Regions from separate parts of the Ovis aries genome. Here regions 1 and 2 are each linked to region 3. Evidence: chromatin contacts called from public Hi-C data. All regions are on one chromosome and are shown on one strand. The core of a region is the stretch at or near the end of the contact, and the rest is flanking DNA. Distances in the headings are between cores, read along the strand shown.

Region 1 (3,759 bases), core at 751-3,250, 310 kb before region 3:
ACATATGGCAATGTGCATGTTTCAATGCTATTCTTGCAAATCATCTCACCCTCTCCTCCTTCCATTGAATCCGAAAGTCTGTTCTTTATGTCTGTGGCTTCTTTGCTGCCCTGTATGTAGGATCGTCAGTATCATCTTTCCAGATTCCATATATACACGTTAATCTATGACATTTGTCTTGCTCTTTCTGACTTACTTCACTCTGTATAACAGGCTCTAGGTTCATCCACCTCATTAGAACTGACTCAAATGCATTCCTTTTTATGGCTGAGTGACATTCCATTGTGTATATGTACAACTTGCTTATCCATTCATCTGCCGATGGACATCTAGGTTGCCTCTATGTCCTAGCTATTATCGTAAATAGTGCTGCAGTGAACACTGGGGTACAGGTGTCTTTTTCAAGCAAGGTGAAAAGACAGCCCTCAGAATGGGAGAAAATAATAGCAAACAAAACATCTGACAAAGAATTAATCTCCAAAACATACAAGCAGCTCATCCAGCTCAATACCAGAAAAATGAACAACCCAATCAAAAAGTGGGCAGAAGACCCAAACAGATATTTCTCCAAAGAAAACATACAGGGGCATAATAAACACATGCTGCTCAGCATCGCTCTTTATTAGAGAAATGCAAATCAAAACCACAATGAAGTATCACCTCACACTAGTCAGAATGGCCACCATCAGAAAGTCTACAGACAATAAATGCTGGAGAGGGTGTGCAGAAAAGGGAACCTTCTCACACCATCGGTGGGAATGCAAACGGATACAACCACTATGGAGAACAGTATGGAGAGTCCTTAAAAAACTAGGAATGAAACTAGCATATGACCCAGCAATCCCACTGCTGGACATATACCCTGGAGTGTGCTTTTAAGTGTAGAAGAGTTGTTTCCTCTTCTAACGGGTAACGAGAAGCTGTAAATTCAAGGTAGCTGAGGGTGAGGCCAGTGCAGCCATTTCAGACTGCAGTGTGCTCCTGCCTTTAAAACACTTACCCCACCTTGCTGGTTGAGGAACACCGGACTAAGATCTGGTGTTTCGGGACCTCTGTGATGTGCCAGAGAAAGAGAGAGTGAGCGAGCAAGAGCAGGAGTGGCTCCCGGCCTCTGCCTCCCCCAGCAGCAGCCAGCAGGCACTGATGTGCTGGTTGTGGATTTGCTGCCTGGAGCTCTTGGGTCTTCTGCTCTGGCCCAGTCAACGGGTGTGAGACCTCTGAATTGCAGAAACTGCCCCTAAATTTCCCCCTTCAGATGGAAACTTCAGAACAGATTTTTATAAGGTTATGTTTTAAATCCCCCAAATGCCTAGCTCCTCGACACTATTGCAAAACTTCAGCTCCAGAAGAATGCAGCAAAAGGGCGGTGTCCCCTCTAGCCATGTCTTGCCCCACCCTGATATTTCCATGAGTGTTTTTCTTGGTGATTCTCAGAATCTCAGGTAGCAGAGGGAGCTGCGTCAGCGATGAGTTATCTGTCTGTGCGTGTGTTCAGTCCTGTCCAACTCTTTGTGACCCCACTGTGGCACGCCAGGCTCCTCTGTCCATGGAATTTTCCAGGCAAGAATACTAGAGTGAATTGTCATTCCCAACTCCAGGGATTTCACCCATCCAAGGGTTGAATCCCGGTCTCCTGCGTCTCCTGCACTGACAAGCAGATACTTTATCATTGTGCTACCTGAGAAGTCCAGGGATATTAAACAGAATGGGTGATTTGGGGTGAGGACTGTTTAGAAGCTGAAATTCCTGTTTACAGTTCATTACATTTTCAACACCAGAGGGCGATACAGTCACAGGGAATAGCTGCTCGGCTTCATATTCTTAAAGTGAGATCAAATGTTGAAAATTGTTCTTTGACTGTTTCGCTCTGTCTCTAAAAAAGACACAGCAAAGGCTTTTGACACCACTTTCTGGATGTCCAACTCCTGACACCTGGTCCTGGGACACCCACCAGAGGGTTCTGGGCACAGTTACAGCTTCCTTTGTGGGGAAGCCCTTGTCACTGACCCTCCCACCCCATGCTGAGACTGTCCATGCTTGGCTCTCTGGGAGGGTGTGGATTGTATCCCAGGTAAGAGCTACTTCGTGTGGGGACCCAGCTCGTTACTTCCAGGGCCAGTCATTTAACCGGTTTCCTGAGTTCTATACTTAGTGTCTGGCCCTGATAGAATGGAGAGGCCCGAGAGAGAAGACTCTGCAAGGAGGGCTGAAGGACTGCAGGGGTCCTGTGGCTCCCCTGTAGGCTCAGACAGTAAAGAATCTGCCTGCAATGTGGGAGACCCAGGTTCGATCCCTGGGTCGGGAAGATCCCCTGGAGAAAGGGAATGGCTACCCACCCCAGTATTCTTGCCTGGGAAATCCCGGACAGAGCAGCCTGGGTCCATAGGGTCACACAGTGACCCTACACAGTCCATAGGGTCACACAGAGCTGGACACGACTGAGTGATGAGGGCTTTCACTAGTTTCACTTTATCGGTTGTTGCCCTGGCAGTTGGTGGGTCTCTGGTGGTGGCCAGCGGACCAGTCTGTGTGTTTGTGGCCCTGGATCAGCACTCACCGACGGTCTCTGGCTGCGAGGACATTCTGACAGGATGCCCATGGCTTCCAGAGCACTCTGGACAGTGGTGCAGGGCTCATGGAAGAGTCTGGGAGAAGCAAGAGCGGAGCAGTTGGGAATGCCCACGGGAGGCGTGACAGGTGTGCTGGGGGCCCTGGAAGGGGTGACAGGGCTCAGCTTTGGATCTTTGAGCCTTTGAGGAGAGCCCAAGCTGCACAAGTGCCCACCTTGGAAGACAGGAGGGAGACAGCATCAGAGCCTATCTGATCCTGCAGGCTTAGAAGCCATGGGTGTGTGTGTGCCCCTGGCTACATAACTCACTCGGAAAGGAGACTGTCTATGGGTGGTCCAGTGGCTAAGACTCTGAGCTTGCAATGCAGGGGATCAGGGCTTGATCCCTGGTCAGGGAACTGGATCCCACAGGCCTCAACTACGAGTTTGTGTGCTGCAACTAAGACCGAGCGAAGCCAAATAAACACAAAAAGAAGAGAAAGAAAGGGACCTGTCTACTTTCACCCACTGGGAGAGGCATCTCAGCTCTAGCTATTCAGTCTGTGCACCTTGCAAAGGCATTCAGCAGACAGCGAGACTGTGCTTAGCAATGACATGTCAGTTGTAAAGCACCACTTACTCCACAAGACAGAAGAAGGTCGTGCAGACCAAAAAGCTGTGCCAATGAATTGATTACAAGTTAGTGGGCCCTACCTGTTCATCTGAAAGTCAAACCTTTAGCAAACTGAGGGGGAAATGTGTATTTACAGTGCTGCTGCTGCTCCAAAGCCATTTCATTCGTGTCTGACTCTGTGTGACCTTATGGACCAAGGCCCGCCAGGCTCTTCTGTCCATGGGATTCTCCAGGCAAGAATACTGGAGTGGGTTGTCATGCCCTCCTCCAAAGGATCTTCCCGACCCAGGGATCGAACCTGTGTCTCTTATGTCTCCTGCATTGGCAGGCAGGTTCTTTACCATTGGTGCCACCTGGGAAGCCCTGTACCTACAACAGAGGGCACAAAGTCGTTGCCATTATCCCAATGAATAAGTTGAAATGTTCCCCTGGAAAATCCACCGTGGACACTAGAAACTGGTGCAAGTTCAGAGGACTGCCCTGCTTCCAGGCCTCTGGTTTTTGCAGGAGCTGCTTGACCACGTGTACAAAACAGAGAGGATTCTCGGCTATTTATGATTCTGTTTCTCAATTGAGC
Region 2 (3,763 bases), core at 9-2,508, 470 kb before region 3:
ACTTAAAATGTGATCATGAACACGTAACGTTCTGGGAGCAGAAATGGAGGGCAATCAGTTCAAATGTAAACAAAATTCTTTTGTCCTCCCTATTTTAAAACTGGCGACCAAAATCAGCCAGAAATAAGAGGCTGGGCCAACAGCATCACTAGGGAGGAAAAAAAAAACGAAATTCTCAGGAGCAACTGGTATTGGACCATTCAAAACAAAGTCTTCCTGTGAGTGCTCCATCAGTAGTTTTTCTCTTAAAAATCTTATCAAATTAAAAATAAAACTGATTCCTGGCTATCAACTTTCCGGAAACCGAAGCTTTGAGGAGGCACTCTGAATACTTGTTTCTCTGACCTCACTTAGGGTCCATCAACAGACTTGAATAAGTAAGGAGACGAGCAACCGAGAATCGGCCTATTGTTCGGAGAACTGAAGGACTATCCCAGCACCGCGGGGCGCGCGGGAGGCGCAAACCCAGCACAGGTGTGTAGGGGTGAGGGGTGGCCAGGTGTGCCAGGACCACAAGTAAGGAAAAAAGAGGCCCAACTTCCAGACTGAGACGTCGAGAAAAGGAAGACGACTTAAGTCATTCCAGACCCTTAAGCCGCTGAACACAGAGGGGGTCGCGCCTGGGGAGGGTACGAAGGGGTTCCCAGAGCCCACCTGGGTTCAGCCTCGAGCAGGCCGGGGTGGGGGGTGGGGTGAGGTTTGAGTCCCGAGGATCAGAGAAAAGCCTCTCGAATCGAGGGGGGTCAGCCTAGACATCCCCAAACAACGGGAAGTGCTGGTCGGGGGGGTGAACGGCGAGGACTGGGGAGTAGGGGTCGCGGAGGTGAAGCCAGGTGGAAGGAGGTAAACAAAAGAGCAGCCCCCAAGTGTGGGGCCCCCGGCGGCGGCGTTTACCTGGGAGAGCTGCCGGGGATTGGGGCAGCCGAAGAGCGCGGAGCTGGAGCTGAAGCTGATGGCTCCTCGGCGGCTGAGGACGTGCTGGGGGACCGGCCTGTCCAGAGGCAGCACCGGCAGCTGGTAACATACTTCCATTGAATACGCCCGCCCTGCCCCCGCGCGGCGCCCGCCCTGCCGCGGCCGCCGGCCCCTGCGCTTGGAAGGGGCCGCGGCTCGGGGGCGCCGGGCCGAGGCGGGGGCAGGGCGGGCGGGCGCCGACCCCGGGCCGGGAAGCCGCGCTCACGCCTCCCCCACCCCAACACTCCGCCGGGGCCGCCGGCGGGAAGGCGCTGCTGCGGCCGCGGCGACAGTTAACGAAGACCAGCGCGCGCCCGGCTCCCGGGGTGCAAGCGACGGCAGCACCCGCCAAATCGGAGGGGAAACCCCGGCGTCCCCAGGCTGTTCGGCCCAGAGGAGAGGGTCCGGGGCGGGGGGTGGGAGGGCAGCGGAGCAGGAGCGGAGCAAAAACAGAGCAAAGCGGTGCAAGAACACACAGCTGGAGCCAGCAGCGAGACCCAGCGCGCGCGGGGCTCGGATGCAGGCACCAGCTCCGGCCGCGGTCCTGCCCCCTCCCCACCCCTCCCCCGGAGCCTGACTTCACTCCGCCGCCGGCGCGAGCCCGGCGTAATTCACACTTTGCAGCCGCGGACCCTGCGCCAACCACGGCCGCCGCCACCGTGACGTCACGACGCCGCGCCGCAGGCCCCGCGCCGCCGCAGCGCCTGGGGAGCCGGGCTAGCGGTGGTGGGGTTGAGCCGCCCTCCCTCGGGGCCGCACCTCGGGGCTCACTCACCATCCCCCTCCCGCTGCCCTCCTCCCCGACCCATCCTCGTGCTACAGCACTCCGCCACCCCGGCCAAGGCGCGTGCGCACGAGGCTCCTCTGTGTGGGGATATTACCCCCTATCGCTAAACTCTGGCGTTGGGGCGCGCTGAAGGTGTGGGGTGGGCTCCGCCTACGCGAGAGGCGCGATTCCGGCCTTTTCGCTTCGGAAAGCCCAAGCACGCTGCCCAGTCGCAGCGCTCAACCCTGACCGCGGGGTCATCGCCGTGTTTCCCTCCTTGAATTCCCATCCTTGGGGCTCACTGGGGACCGCTGCGGCAGTGACGTCGGCGGGCCGCGCGGCACCGAACTCCCCTCTACGTCACTGCCAGCACCCGGGAGGGTCGGGGTCGAGCGCTCTGCTGGCAGGTGCGGGCCCCGGGGCCGTCCCGGGTGGAGGGGCGGAGAGCAGAGCCCAGTAAAGCGGGCGTGAGGAGGGGGGCGATGGGTTGGAGGGAAAATACCCGAGACTGAGAAAGAAGAAGTGAGAGTATGCACTGGAAAAAATGAGAAGAATGAAAATGAGAAGACAGAGCGGGAAAAGAGACTGCACGCCCTTTTACCAAACGTGTTTTTGTTTCTTGGCTTCGATTTTTAGAAGGCAGGAGGAAAAAAACTATTGACCGGAGTTGTAGACTGCAGGTTTATTTTGTCACGTTTCTCCCCAAACCATGAACGCTTTTCAGCTGCAACACTTTGTTTCAAGTGCATTCCACCTCTGGGACATCAGCCTAAACCAGCTTTCCCCGGTTGGCAAAATTGCTTGGGCTCTGCTCTCAGGGGACCCATCCTTCCACTTACGTGCTATGACCAGCCACTGGCAAGGTGGCAGGTCTTTGAACGTACTGCATAGCCCGTTCAGATGAGATCAGATATCATACGCTCATGATTCCATAAATCAACAGAAGTCTGCAAAACCTTTTATCATCTTTCCACGGCATCTGTTTCTTGTGTATCACTTAAAACTTTCTATGTCTTTGCGGGTATTTTTCAACTTGTCCGCTTTTCTACTATTAAAAAGACATCACTTCCACTGTGGTTTCATGGATTTTTGTTGTTGTTGTTGTTTTCACTAAGTGGAAGCTTCCCTTTAGCGCAACTTTTACCAACCGATGTCCTTGGACTCATGGATAGGAGCCAGATGGAAAGTTAAAGTATTGGGCCTCATGCTACTGCAGGAGGGAATGAAAACTAGCAACAGATCCCCTTGCTAGCTCCCTGGGTGAGAGTGGGGAGGGGCATGAGCCTGTCCCTTAAATGGAGTGAGGGTAGGGGTCCTGAGGTCACGCTGGAGAGGTGGCCTAGTAGTCTACCCACCCCTTTGATGATGTTGTGTGCAGAAATAATGCACAGTACCCTGCTTTTGCTCCCCACATCTCAGAAGTGGCAGTCCGGTTTTTGGTCTTTTTGTAGCTTATTGTTCATAATTTGCCCCAGCTGTGCATGCATGGGTGTATTATTTCTAGCTCCTTATTGTTTCTTTGTATTTATCGCTGGAGGAGCCCTCTGTTCAGGTGTAAGCACTGCAGCAAAGGGTCCCAGGTCCCAGCTTGTTTCACAACGACTAACCCAAGTCATCTTTGAAACCCTAATTACTCCCACATCTCATGCATGTATTGAGCACCCTCCATATGCCTGTGATTAAGCTGAGTACTCTCTTGCTTACTTCTGATGAAAACCCCATGAGGCAATAGTTTCTAAATTGAAATGAGGCTGAGGGAAATATAACTTGCCTAAGATCTTCCATGGATAAATGGCAGAACTTACCTCCAATAACATCTGAATTCTGTGTTCATCTAAACACCCAGAAGGCAGTATTGGCATGATATCAGACAGTATATGCCAAAATAACTCATATTTAGTAACATTTAAGAGACTCAAGTTTGATTAAGTTATTTGAGAAGACTCAGATCTCCCTTCAGAGAGGGGAGCTGACATTTACTATGCACCCACTGCGAACCATGATGGATAGTCTACATACAATGTTTTAACTTAACCCTATGCA
Region 3 (3,495 bases), core at 941-3,440:
CTTGTTAAAGGCTTAATCATGCCATATTGTAAATTTCTCTTAACCTTTCTTTCTTCTCCACTGTTCCATAAAGTCTCAGTAATCTTTGCATCTAGTGCCTCAAACATGGTAGTCATTCAAATGTTTGTTAAATGAATGAATCTAAGCCAAGCCCAGAATAGTTATATCAGTGTCCTCAACACTCTCCTATGGCAAACCCCAAGAGCTTTAAGGTCCAAGGAGGTTGCCTAATAAGACCTATGACCTGGCCTCAGCCCCATGGGATGATTGGTATTAAGGTGTTGAGTGTTAAGGCAAACACTCAGAAAATCCCCAGCAAATCCTAAAATGCTTTTTAAAAAGAGGAAGAAAGAATATTAGAGTCAAATTCCTGAGGCATAAATTGCAGTCAAGAAATGTTTGCTGAGTGAATGAACAGAGCAGAGCTGAGAAAAGTCAATCAGCTCAAGAAGAGCCCAAACTCAGGAAGCAAGTGTGACAGGCGTGTGTCTAAAGCCCTCTTTAGCAGACATTCAAGTGAATCTATTTCCTAATTGCTATAATGTCCATTTCTACGGGTTAATTCTTCAGCTAACCCCTTCTTCACTACTCCCAGTGAAGTGAAAGTCACTCAGTCATGTCCAACTCTTTGCAACTCCATGGACTATACAGTCTGTGGAATTCTTTAGGCAAGAATACTGGAGTGGGTTGCCATTCCCCTCTCCAGGGGATCTTGACAACCCAAGGATTGAACTAGGGTCTGGGTTCATACAACAGGCAGCTTCTTTACCATCTGAGCCTCCGGGGAAGCCATGAAAGTCAAAATGTTAGCTGCTCAGTTGAATCCAATTCTTTGAGAACCCATGGACTGTAGCCTGCTGGGCTTCTCTGTTCATAGAATTCTGGAGATCACTGAGCAACTAACCCCTTTCATTTCCATTAATCACTAAGATATTTTGTTAAAATAAAAGTTCTGAGTCATAACATCTGGGCTAAGGCCAGAGACTCTGCATTTCTAATAAGCTCCCAGATGCTGCTGTACTGCTGGTCAACAGACCACACTTTTTTGAGTATCAAGAGTCTGGAAGACATTGCAGAGAATATGTATGTAGTTTTAGAGCCAGAGTTTAGACTTCTCCTGCTCCCATACTTCCTGGCTGTATAACCTTAGACAAGTCATTTTACTTCTCTGAGCCTGCTTCTGTCACCAGCGGAATATAGTGAATAACAGTAGCCAACACTTACTGAATGCTTACAATGTACCAGGAACTAATGATTCATATTCATCAACTTATGAATAGGACTTAAGTTAAACAACCTGACCAATGTGGGTACAAGAAACCCAGATCTTATTCTAGGTAGCTTGATTCAAGAACCTGGTGTTTAATCACTGTATAAGACTGCCTTTTCAGCAGAGTTCCCAGAGCCATGATGAGAATTAAACAATTACTGGTATTTAGCTCACATTTATTGAGCACTCATATGCCCAAGACTCCAGTGTAAGCTCCCTTGGGAGCATATTAACTCATTTATCTTCACGGCAGACCTGGGAGGTAATATTTGCAACCCCATCTTACAGGTTTAAGAATAGGCACAAACAAGTTACACAGCCGAAGGTCAAACACCAGAGCGGTCAAGGTCGGAACCCCGGCGGTCTAACAGCTGAGCCCCGCGCTCTTCTGCCATCAGCCAGGAGAGAAGGTGGCCCTGGGCTCCGGAGACCAGACTTGAAGTCGCCAGGATGGGGGCACAGCCGCGCCCCTTCAGGGCGGTCTAACCGCCAGACCCGCTCGCTCCCAAAGAAAACAAAGTCTCCGTCTCCACTTAGCTTTCTGTACATCCCCAGGTGAAGTGCCCACACCCGGGGGCACACCATGAACAGGTGTCAAGGCTCTGGTGAAAATGACTGGCTAAACAACTTGAGAACTGACTTTTACACACACTAAAACTAACAGTCGCTCCCGGGCCCGCTTAGTCCGCGGCCCCCTAACTTGCCCAGCTCGCACAGGACCACCCCCTCCCGCAGGGGCATCCTGGGAGCCAAGGTCCCAATCAGGCCTCGGAATTCGTAGATTCGGCTCCGCCTACCTCCGGGCTCCACCCCAAAGGCTGCCTCTAATCTCATCTGCTCTCTAACACCGCCCTCTGCCGGCCGTTCCTCGGGTAGCCCGCTCCTTGAGCCCCTTCCGGGTGCCCCGGAAGCGGAACTTTCTCTTCCGGGTCGAGCGTCCGGGAAGTCGCACGTGTCTGGGGTGCCGCGGCTTTAACCCTTGTAGGAGGAGTCGTGACTAGAACTGTCTCCCAGAGGTAGCGAGCCGAACCGGAGCCATGGAGGGCCAGAGCGTGGAGGAGCTGCTGGCAAAGGCGGAGCGGGACGAGGCAGAGAAGCTACAGCGCATCACGGTGCAGAAGGAATTGGAGCTGGAGTTCGACCTGGGTAATTTGCTGGCCTCTGACCGGAACCCCCCGACCGGGCTGCGGCACGCGGGACCCACACAGGAGGCCGAGCTGAGGGCCCTGGCGCGGGACAACACGCAGCTGCTCATCAACCAGCTGTGGCAGCTGCCTACCGAGCGCGTGGAGGAGGCGCTGGTGGCACGGCTGCCGGAACCCAGCACTCGTCTGCCGCGCGAGAAGCCGGTGCCCAGGCCGCGGCCTCTTACTCGCTGGCAGCAGTTTGCGCGCCTCAAGGGCATCCGTCCCAAGAAGAAAACCAATCTGGTGTGGGACGAGGTGAGCGGCCAGTGGCGCCGCCGCTGGGGCTACCAGCGAGCCCGCGACGACACCAAGGAGTGGCTGATCGAGGTGCCGGGCAATGCCGACCCCATGGAGGACCAGTTCGCCAAGCGGATTCAGGCTAAGAAGGAACGGGTGGCCAAGAACGAACTGAACCGGCTGCGTAACCTGGCCCGCGCGCACAAGATGCAGCTGCCCAGCGCGGCCGGCATGCACCCTACTGGACACCAGAGTAAGGAGGAGCTGGGCCGCGCCATGCAGGTGGCCAAGGTCTCCACTGCCTCTGTGGGGCGCTTCCAGGAGCGCCTGCCCAAGGAGAAGGCGCCCAGGGGCTCTGGCAAGAAGAGGAAGTTTCAGCCTCTTTTCGGGGACTTTGCGGCCGAGAGAAAGAGCCAGTTGGAGATGCTGCGAGTGATGAACAGCAAAAAGCCTCAGTTGGACATTACGAGGGCCACCAATAAGCAGATGAGAGAGGAGGACCAGGAGGAGGCGGCCAAGCGGAGGAAAATGAGTCAGAAGGGCAAGAGAAAGGGGGCCCGACAGGGTCCCGGGGGTAAGAGGAAGGGGGGCCCGCCCAGCCAAGGAGGGAAGAGGAAAGGGGGTTTGGGAGGCAAGATGAATTCCGGACCTCCCGGCCTGAGTGGCAAGAGAAAAGGGGGGCAACACCAAGGAGGAAAGAGGAGGAAGTAAATTTCATCCTTGGACCTTCTCCTAAACCAAGAACTGTACTTAATGCTAAGTTCTAGATACAGTACCCAGATGCACAAGATTTGGCCACTG

What was found. A called contact is a pair of places that touch in the nucleus more often than the background predicts.
Region 1: a contact with region 3 is called in a Hi-C map of hypothalamus, with 6 times the contacts expected there. The contact joins the enhancer-like site here to the promoter of RRS1 in region 3. A contact is called at or near these places in 11 of 16 Hi-C or Micro-C datasets (blood, hypothalamus, liver and 5 more).
Region 2: a contact with region 3 is called in a Hi-C map of hypothalamus, with 5 times the contacts expected there. The contact joins the promoter of PDE7A here to the promoter of RRS1 in region 3. A contact is called at or near these places in 7 of 16 Hi-C or Micro-C datasets (blood, hypothalamus, liver and 2 more).

Annotation. Positions count from the first base shown.
Region 1 is chr9:43,344,236-43,347,994 of ARS-UI_Ramb_v3.0, forward strand. No RefSeq gene overlaps it. Among named protein-coding and RNA genes, the nearest start is that of DNAJC5B, 17 kb to the right of the region's middle. Within about 2 kb of position 2,001, at least 5 of the 54 cell types and tissues checked have an H3K27ac peak or open chromatin away from gene starts, as enhancers often do. A contact at or near this core is called in hypothalamus, where this site is marked.
Region 2 is chr9:43,183,671-43,187,433 of ARS-UI_Ramb_v3.0, forward strand. It overlaps PDE7A (phosphodiesterase 7A), which reads right to left and starts at 1,259. Exons shown (of 14, transcript XM_060393438.1): 1 at 1,157-1,259; 2 at 895-1,046. The coding sequence starts at 1,032.
Region 3 is chr9:43,654,153-43,657,647 of ARS-UI_Ramb_v3.0, forward strand. It overlaps RRS1 (ribosome biogenesis regulator 1 homolog), which reads left to right and starts at 2,191. Exons shown (of 1, transcript XM_015097790.4): 1 at 2,191-3,495. The coding sequence starts at 2,308. The coding sequence ends at 3,405.